2 separate regions of the Drosophila melanogaster genome follow, and region 1 is linked to region 2. Evidence: chromatin contacts called from public Hi-C data. All regions are on one chromosome and are shown on one strand. The core of a region is the stretch at or near the end of the contact, and the rest is flanking DNA. Distances in the headings are between cores, read along the strand shown. Region 1 holds the start of Mnr (Membrane-bound Notch regulator). Region 2 holds the start of amn (amnesiac).

Region 1 (4,767 bases), core at 1,113-3,612, 1.4 Mb before region 2:
AAAAGTTCTTTGGCAAATCGATAGAAATTTACAAGACTAATATAAATGTAAAAAAATTTCAAAACATTTTCAAAATTGTGGGCGTGACGGTTTTGAGGACGGACATGGATCGACTCGGCTATTGATAATATTAATTATTTAAATTCGTAACTCATTATCATTAAGATTATGTTTTTTTTAATATTTCTACATATTCGCCTATTTAATATAGCAATGGTCAAATCAGGAAATTAAAAAAATTTATGTTTTCAAATTATAAAATCATATAACGTTCAGGGTTGCTTGCAGATTTTATGTTCGGTGTACATTTTTTTTTTCTTTTTGATTTTTTAGGACTCGACGAGCTTTGGCAAATATTTTGGTCATAGCCGAGATTTGCGTGCCTTGCCAATGGGTTTTGTTTGTTCTGCTGTGTCCAGTCATCCGCCCTCCCTGCGCACCCTTCGTCATCCCTCTCGCTCACACTGGAGGGTCTCTCCTCTCGCTCACTCGCCAGCCGAATGTGGGTAATTCGGTCATGAATATGCGAACAATTTCAGCCATTGTCCGAGGAGCATTTTTTGGGTGCGCATATTTGTCGCAAATGGACTACATTACAACATTACAGTTATCTTTGGATATGTGCTAGTGTGTGTGCATGGCACATAATATCTCATAGAGGACATTAAGGGCCCAAAAGTCTAAATAAGAAAAGCCAGAAAAAATCCCATAAAATATGCGTCATTTGGGGTGGAATTTGAAAGGAAAAGATCGGAAATACCTAAACAAATTTAAAAAAGTTTGAAAAAGCCATTTATGCATTAGCATTATTTAATAAACAAGTACATGATTAATTGTTTTTATTAAAATGATAATCATTTATATTAATTATTTCTGTTCAAAACGCACATGTGTTGGAAATTCAGTTTCGCCTTAAATAATTTCCTATAAACTGCACCGCATGACCTTAAATTTTAGGAACAATTGAAGTCCACCCTGGGGCACTTTTATAAATGTTTTGTGTGCATAAACAAACAAACAAAGGCCGCATAACATTAAAATGTAACACAAAAAGCCACAACAACAGCAATAACCACGGCTCATGTTTTGTGTTGTGTGATTAAAATTAAAATAAGCGGCGACATGTTGAACTTGAAAAATTCGTTCTGCCTTGCTTATGACAACAACAACAACTGAAAATACATATATATGTACATACATACATATGTATGTACATAAATGTTACAATAGGAAGAGAAGCGAAATCTGACCGAATCTTAAAGTTCCTTACCAAAAAAGTATTGTTTATTGTGCTGAATAGCCTGGATCGGTATTTATTGTACACAATGTATGCATGTATGTACATACATTTGTATGTACATATATTTAACGTGCCAGCAAACCAAAAGTTAAAAGCTTCTGAAAAAATAAGGGAAACCATATTTATGAATCCCTCATATAGGGTATAAAAAAGATACCGTCAGCAGAGTGATCAAGGGTGGGAGTGAGAGACATCATGAGCGGGAGGGAACCCTAATAGCTTTACTAATGACCGAATAACTCATTTGGATTAGAAAAATCTCTGTCCCATAAACGATTCCCAATTAAAATCATAGCGCTGCCAACTTTCTTTTAACTGGCGTTTCTGCTTTTTCTTCTTTGCCTTCTTTTTCTTTTTACTCCGGTGTGAGTAAGTGCCGTTAGTGGTAAATATGCAGGGTATGCAGGAAGTGATGTGATTCTGAACTTTGATACCAATTAATTTATTTGTTTGGCTTTCAGAATGAATCTATTGAAAATCTAAAGATGGGATAAGTTATAATCTGTTACAACCGCAATATGGTAAGCGAATATTGATTCTGCTACATCAGTTAGGTATGTAAGTTTACTTATTGAAGGAAGTGTAAATTTCAAATCACTGCTGTGTCGTGTGTTTTGGTCAATGCTTATGAAATGTGTATTTTTGAAGTTCTATGTTCCTGTCATACATATGTACATATGTATTTATTTCTTCTGAAATAAACACTACAGTTATTAGGCTGATCGCTATAGTTCTAAATTCATTCTATCAGAGCTATCTGAAGTTACACGGTATTCGAAAGCGTTGCACTTGCCACCAACAAAACAAAAACGCACACACTCGCGCACGTGCGAGCGCGACAAAAAATCAAAACAACAAAATCCACGCTGGTAACATCTGCTTTGGCTTGGCATTGAAATCGCGTTGGTGCAACGGCGAGGGCAGGGTATGGTAGGAGGAAGGCTGAACGGGAGCAAGGGAAAGAGCGAGATGATGCGATGCGGGCACGAAGGCCAAATTGCCGAAGATGCCCGAGTCCCCATGAGCCGTTGAACGTGGAGCCGAACCGGTTTTTGGCGCTACACTGGCGCTGCGTTGGCGCTCAGTGCAAAACGAAGCACTGAAGGTGTCAGTTGGGCTCCCGACGGTTTAATTTTTAGCTCCCACAACGAACGCAGTTCTCAGCGATTTTGACGCAAATTATAAACGTACGTAAGCCGGTGATTTCACGAAACGCGTTTCGAATCAAAAGAAAACAAAAAAAGAAAAACTAACGAAAAAAAAAACTGAAAATAAACCCAAAATACAATTAAAGTGCTAATGATTTGGGATTTTTTCTCACAACTGAAATTTTTTTTTATTGTGTTGTTCTTTTTTTCGTTTTTGTGCCATTAAATCATTTTTTCTGCGAAAAAGTGCTAAAAACAAAGTGAATCCAATCTGTGCCGCCAACGTTGTTGCCATTGTTGTTGTGCTCAATTAAAACATATTTGCATATATAGTTTTTTTCGAGTGTGTGAGATCGTGATCGTGATCGTCATCTCTGCTTTGCCTTTTCTAATTCGTTTCTCTCTCTTGCTAATTAGCAATTCGAATGTTGTTTTTTTTAGCTGATTTTATTGATGGATATCAATTAAAAAAAAAAAAAATTTTGCTAAGCGCTTAAGAATTTCGGAAACGCTTTCAACTCACAGGCTCAGTGTTTAAATTGCCGAATTATGCCATTGAACTTGTTAGGAGAAAAGTTTTTAAATTTTCTTTTTGAAAAATCTAAAATGGTCAAACATATTTTCTTAACGTTCCAAACGCAAAACGTTAGTTAAAGAGGTTTAAAAGACTTGAACGCATTAATGCGAAGACGTCTTCAGTGTATTAATTATACTGGAAAAATCATTTGAATTATTTGTCACTTAATTCTAAACCTAAACTCTGTAATGCAAGAGCCATGCTTTAAATGGGGACATACTAATTGCGATGATCAGTGTTGAGTGTTCCACTTTGTCTAGCAATTTCCTCGGAGGTTCTTCGTGTTTCTTTTGTAGGCCGGGTCGTGTAACGTCATCTAATATACATGGCTAATAATCCCTTTCCCAACGCCTCCGAAAGGGAAGGGGTGATGCCGCCTGAAACCACCCACATATCGCGTCTTGTTCGGCGAACTATAAACATTAAATAACAATAATAAACAGCAACAAGAGCCGGGCAGAAAGTTGAAGCAGTTTGTCTAAGTGGCTTGGGGCTTTGTCAAAGCATATAAAATATAATACAATAGAAAGTAAATGGAAGCCGCAACAACAAAGTAACAAAAACAACAGCAACAACAACGGCGACAACAATGGCAACGAGTACATCGCAGTTGTTGGCTCCAAAACACGCAACAGTCCGTCAGAATAAAGTCAGCCATGCCCACCGTCGTCGTTTTAGACCCCTTTGCATTCCCCGGAATATATGTACATATAGTATGTAGACCCCGCTCCTTCTCCTGCATATACATATGTATGTGTATATTCCCCCCCAGTAATATCGCGTGTTCCGGGGGCCCAGCATGAAGGACCCTCGCCGGGGATCGGGGAACAGCAAAGGGGCTTCAAACAGCGAGGTCTCCAAAGGCTCCCAGTCTCCACTTTACACGGCGGGAAATTCATTAGAGTTCGAGACGTTGCGCGCAGATCGGTTCCTATCCTAAGTGTGAACATTTAATCGGAAATAAGTGCAAATCTTAAATATACTCAGGATGGCAGCCGTTAAGTGCTAATCATGGAGCCAACTCAAAAAATTCAAGTGAAAAATGATTGCTAAGAGCTCGCTGATATTGTCTGCCTTCAAGGCGCGAGTTGCCTTATTTCTCTCAGTGTATACTCAAGTGCTCTCACTTATAAGCCTATACCACACAGAGTCCAATTTTTTCTATAACAAAATTTTCTATATTTTTTTCTACATATATTTTTGTGTTTTATTCTTTATGTTACTATTTTCGCCACTGCCACCGCTGTGCAACGCTCCTCTTCCCGTTCCCGTTCTGGATCCCATACTCGGGCCCGTGCTCCAACTCGCAACCGGAGAGTAGGTCAGGTCAGTATGTGTTACCATTTGGTCATAGGGGGCCTGACTGCCCCCCGCGTCTGCGGCAGGCTTATTAATTTACTGCGACTTTTGTTTCGCTGCAAAGTCTTGTGCTTTCCGACAAATCAATCAGGAAAACTTTAGGAAAACTGACTGAAATGCGGCAGGGAAAACATTTTTGACATTAGCTTGGAATAACGTGTTTGCAAGAGCTTTTATTGGACATATTAAGCAATCTATCGGATTGCAGAGCTATGTTTTTTTTTTTTTGGAATTTTTTCAACGAAAATAGAGTAAAGCATCGTGAAAAAGTATGTATATATTAAATGTATCTGAATATTCAACACAATCACTATTATTTTTCCATTTTATTTCCATTCAGTATTTAAAACTTGATAAAGCTGGTGCCCAATTTTATATGAAAG
Region 2 (4,400 bases), core at 689-3,188:
GAGTAGGCGCTACCAGAAGACCAGAAGACGAGGGAGAAGAATGCGAAGACTAATCGCAAAAATGATCGAAAGAAATTTCCATAGAATAAATTAATCAAAGTGATCCGCAATGCAAAAAAAAAAAATATTTATATATATATAAAACAAACGGAACTTATTTATTCACTCGCTCAAAGCCCATAAAGTCAAAGCCCATGGAGCGATTGCTGCGATAGTATTTCTGAATGCTTACTAACCTAAAAACTCGTTTTGATCTCCTAGCCGCATAGTCAGTTATTTGTTTAAAACATTCTAGGCAAAGCAAATGGATCGAGTTTGAGCAGTTTCTTCAGAAAGAACGCTTTTATGGGCCCGCTAATCATCACATTTCATCTATGATCGTTCGATCGATTGTAAAAGAACACAACGTAAAGTTCACATCTTAAGTGAAATTCCGAGTATATCAACAGATAACTTATTACAATAATTCAAGTGAAATAGATAAGGGATATGACCGTGTATCTAATCTAATCCGCACATTTAAAACCAAACTTCCTGTCACATATTAAAACAAGATGGTACGAAGTCTTTTTTTTTTTTTTTTTTGAAAACAAATTTATCCGACGTAAGAAAATAATGGTCAATGGTTCAAGCGTTGGATTTGTAAGATCCGCATGGCTAGTTATGATAGTATTTTTATACTTTTGGTGATTTTTGATTGCAAAAGCAATGCTTTCTTCTGGTATCCCGCTGAATCCCAATAGTAAGATTCGAATAGATAATACTGCCGTATTTGTATCTTTGCCGTGTTTTATAGCTATATAGAGTTGACGCGTGCTAACTGCCCCTATATGGTGGTCCCAGTTCCCCAAACCCCTCGATTATCCAATGGCCGACATTCAATTGCGCAGCGCGGCGGCAGAGAACTACAGTTAATTGCATTTACAATATTGCCACAGTTAGGTCGATTCTTTATGGTTTGTATAGATTGTATGGGTTTTAGGAGAATGCGAATCTTTTGTGGGACGGAGAGGGGCGGTGCAGCAAGCATGTTCGTTTAACGATCTCCCCAGCTCATGTTTATTTATGAGTTGCCAATCGAATCAATTTCATTCGACTCGACTTGACTCGGACTTGACTTGAATCGCTTTCAACTGTTGTTGTGCAGCTGCAAAATGCAAATTTTGGACAAAATCCATGGTACGTACACATATATACATATGGATATATGAACGTCTGTATGTTGTGCACCTGTGTTCAAGTTAAACGTAGTGCCGTCCTCTCCTTTTAATTATTAAGTAATATACATAAGTGTATAGATCATATCGTCTAATATGCAGAAAAGTCCAATCGAACGGATGAAAGGAACCTATCAGCTTTAACATCCTTTCTATGTACGTATGTACATATGTATGTACACATACCTCAATTATATCCTGTACTGCATATGCACCAACAATTGTGAAGCATTGAAGCATACATAATACATACATATATTTCATATATATTACAAAGCTGTTGCTACTGATCAGAAACTCGTCTATTATAATGCCACAAACACACCCCTTTACCTGTTGCACGCGTTTTCCCAAAGACAATATACCCCTTTTCTGAGCGACTAATTGAAATAGTCCAGTACGAACCCTTATTTTGACAACAGCTGCACGAGTGGCTGCATACGATATATATATATGTATGTATGTATGTGTGTACATATATGTACATGTACTGATATGTGGTATGGATTGGGTTCCCATAGATGGCATGGCTTGGCATGGCATGCAGGTCTAGGGCAGTGCCAAAACCGACGACGAAAGCAACTATCAAATGCCGTTCAAGGCCGTTTGAAATTGCGTGGCAGGCAGAACAAGTTCCACACATCGGTGTGTGTGTGTGTGTGTGTGTGTGTATTGTTATTAACCAGCTGATGTGCGTCCGCGTGTGTGTGGAAGTCTTCGGAAGGGGTGCGCACATCCTAAGTGCGCAAAAGCCATGATTGCAAGCTTTTCGGACTCGGAAAAACAATACAATACCAACGGCAGATTTGGTCATTCAGGCAGGCAAATTGTCAAATAACTAACGGTTACTTTAGTGCTCATTAATGTTTTTATGTGCTTTAATAGATACGCTACTATTTTAGTTATTTCCCCAATGCAATACGTTAAGATACTCATCTACTAAGAGACGAATTTTTATTTACCCATTAATAATAACGGATGATTCGGAAATCGCATACGAAAACGCCTTAGTTGTATATTTACTCCTTTTTCTACCCTTACTACCGTATACGTAATAACAATAATGAGCCAGAGACGATTGGTGGCTAAGTATGTACACTGGCGAAAATACCTTTCAGCAAGCATAACCATAGCTTCCTTTTTACAGGATCCAGATAAAACGCGCAGATAAAAATGTTAGGCAGTGACATCTGTTGCAGATGAAAAGGATTAAGAACTACAGATTCAAAAGGCTGCTCCTTTTCTTTCAGTGTGAGAGAGGGAGAGAGAGAGAGAGGGTTTAGGTGGAGGCAAGTCGGCAGGGGAGCAGGAAGCATGAAATTGAGAGAAAATAAGGATAAACAAGCCGAAGGATATGGGACGGCACTGTTGCTTCGCAAGTGTGTGTGTGCACGTCCTGACCGCGTGCACACACACGCCGTGTGGCCGTGTATAAGTGTGCGAGCGAGAGGGGGCGATCGATGGTGTGAGTGACTGGCAATAGCCGCCGCGTCTTATTGACATTAAAACCGCTGCTGCTGCCGCCGCCGCCGTCGCCAGTCGACTTCACATATACCCGCTCTCTCGAGTCCCTCCCCATACCATTCCATACCATCCCATCCCTACCATTCATCCTGGCTCGTTCTTCTTCCTCTTTTATTTTTAAATAACACCCGGCGCAGATGCTAAACAAGACGCCAGAAATTAAAGTGCAAAGGTGTGTGCTGCAGCAACAACAGCAACAACAGCAACAACAACAGCGTCCTCGACAGAAGGACGATACTTTGGCGTTGTACTTAGCGTCAACCGAAGAATACGAAGACAAGGACCGCGAACAATGTGGGATCAAGGATCTAAGCAGATATATATGTATGTATGCACATATACCAAATGTTCCGAGCGTCCACATGGTGCGGATTTAATCACGCACACACATTGGCATTCATGAAAGGATATCGGATATGTATAGAGTATCAAACGGAACCGCTGCGCAAGATGGAAAACAGATTTGATCGCTAATCAAGTAAATAGATGATACATATCATTGTCAAACTTGAAATTAAATGAATCAAAAGTACTGAACATCCTGAATCAAGCAAATGACATATGGCATCCTATGTGAAAAAATAATATAAAGGATCTCTTAGTGATCTCATTCAAGATTAGCCAACTATCTCCTCGTGATATTATAAAATATTTACGACTCACTCATATCTACTGATTCATGCACTCCTTTGCTAAGAGAGTTATTTATAGGAACTGTGATCTAAGAAGGAAAACTGGTGGAAACAATATGGGCTTTTTCGGAATCTATTTTAGGTCACTTGTTAATATTGTTCCATTGCATATTTAATCCATATGAATTTGGTCTGTGGTTTCTGATTATCAATTTTCAAAGCCCTAATTGCAGTTGAAAAACCGCAGTGGAAAAACACATTTCAATTCGATTTGAAATGAAGTTCATGGAATAACCGAAACGTAGTTTAAATTTTAATTAAAATTTTAATACAGTTTGTCAAGTATTTTCGTTCCAAATCAAATTTGTTTAGGTTTACAAGCGTAATTTTTATTGTTTACCAACGTGATAGATGTACAATAAAAATATATAAACGATCTAGACCCAAGCAATTGCATTAAAAACTTGACAAGCTGTATGTACATCTACATTATTTTCGAGTAAAATAACAACAAGATAAAGCTGGCTTGTTCTCAACAACTATCAGGCTAAAAAAAAAAAATGAAAATAAAAACAAACAGAATCGCAAAAAATTGCCGAATGGAAATTTTGTGGCACGCAAACTTGTTGCTCCATCTGCGTGTGAGTGAGATGTGTATGCTAGTGTGTATGTGAGCCAGTCTATGAGCGCGCGAGTTTGTGTGTGTTTGTGTGCGAGGAGAAGCTTACTTTGCGATGTTTAAATAATAAATGATTTATTTATTTTTCGGTTTGTTTTTGTTTTGATTTCCACCTGGGCTGATGCATTTTGGTGCCCACTTTTACGAGAAAACGCCGAACTAATCGTTTTCGTTATATGTATTTATTATTATTTTTTTGTTGCTTTTTGCATGTCACCAACAGAAACAGAAAAAAAAAACGAAACGAAACACACTGAAAAACGCGCGCGTACACTTGTATATATGTGAATGTGCGCTGGTATTGGCGCGCGTGTGAGTGTGAGCGAATTTGCAAGAGACGGGGCGTAT

The links. A called contact is a pair of places that touch in the nucleus more often than the background predicts.
Region 1: a contact with region 2 is called in a Hi-C map of the Kc167 cell line, with 1.6 times the contacts expected there. The contact joins the promoter of Mnr here to the promoter of amn in region 2. A contact is called at or near these places in 2 of 107 Hi-C or Micro-C datasets (the Kc167 cell line and eye imaginal disc).

The regions. Positions count from the first base shown.
Region 1 is chrX:21,278,766-21,283,532 of dm6, reverse strand. Mnr (Membrane-bound Notch regulator) reads left to right here and starts at 2,362. Exons shown (of 6, transcript NM_167735.2): 1 at 2,362-2,487; 2 at 4,347-4,351.
Region 2 is chrX:19,887,598-19,891,997 of dm6, reverse strand. amn (amnesiac) reads left to right here and starts at 1,938. Exons shown (of 1, transcript NM_078692.2): 1 at 1,938-4,400. The region is part of intron 4 of Hers (Histone gene-specific Epigenetic Repressor in late S phase); the gene reads right to left.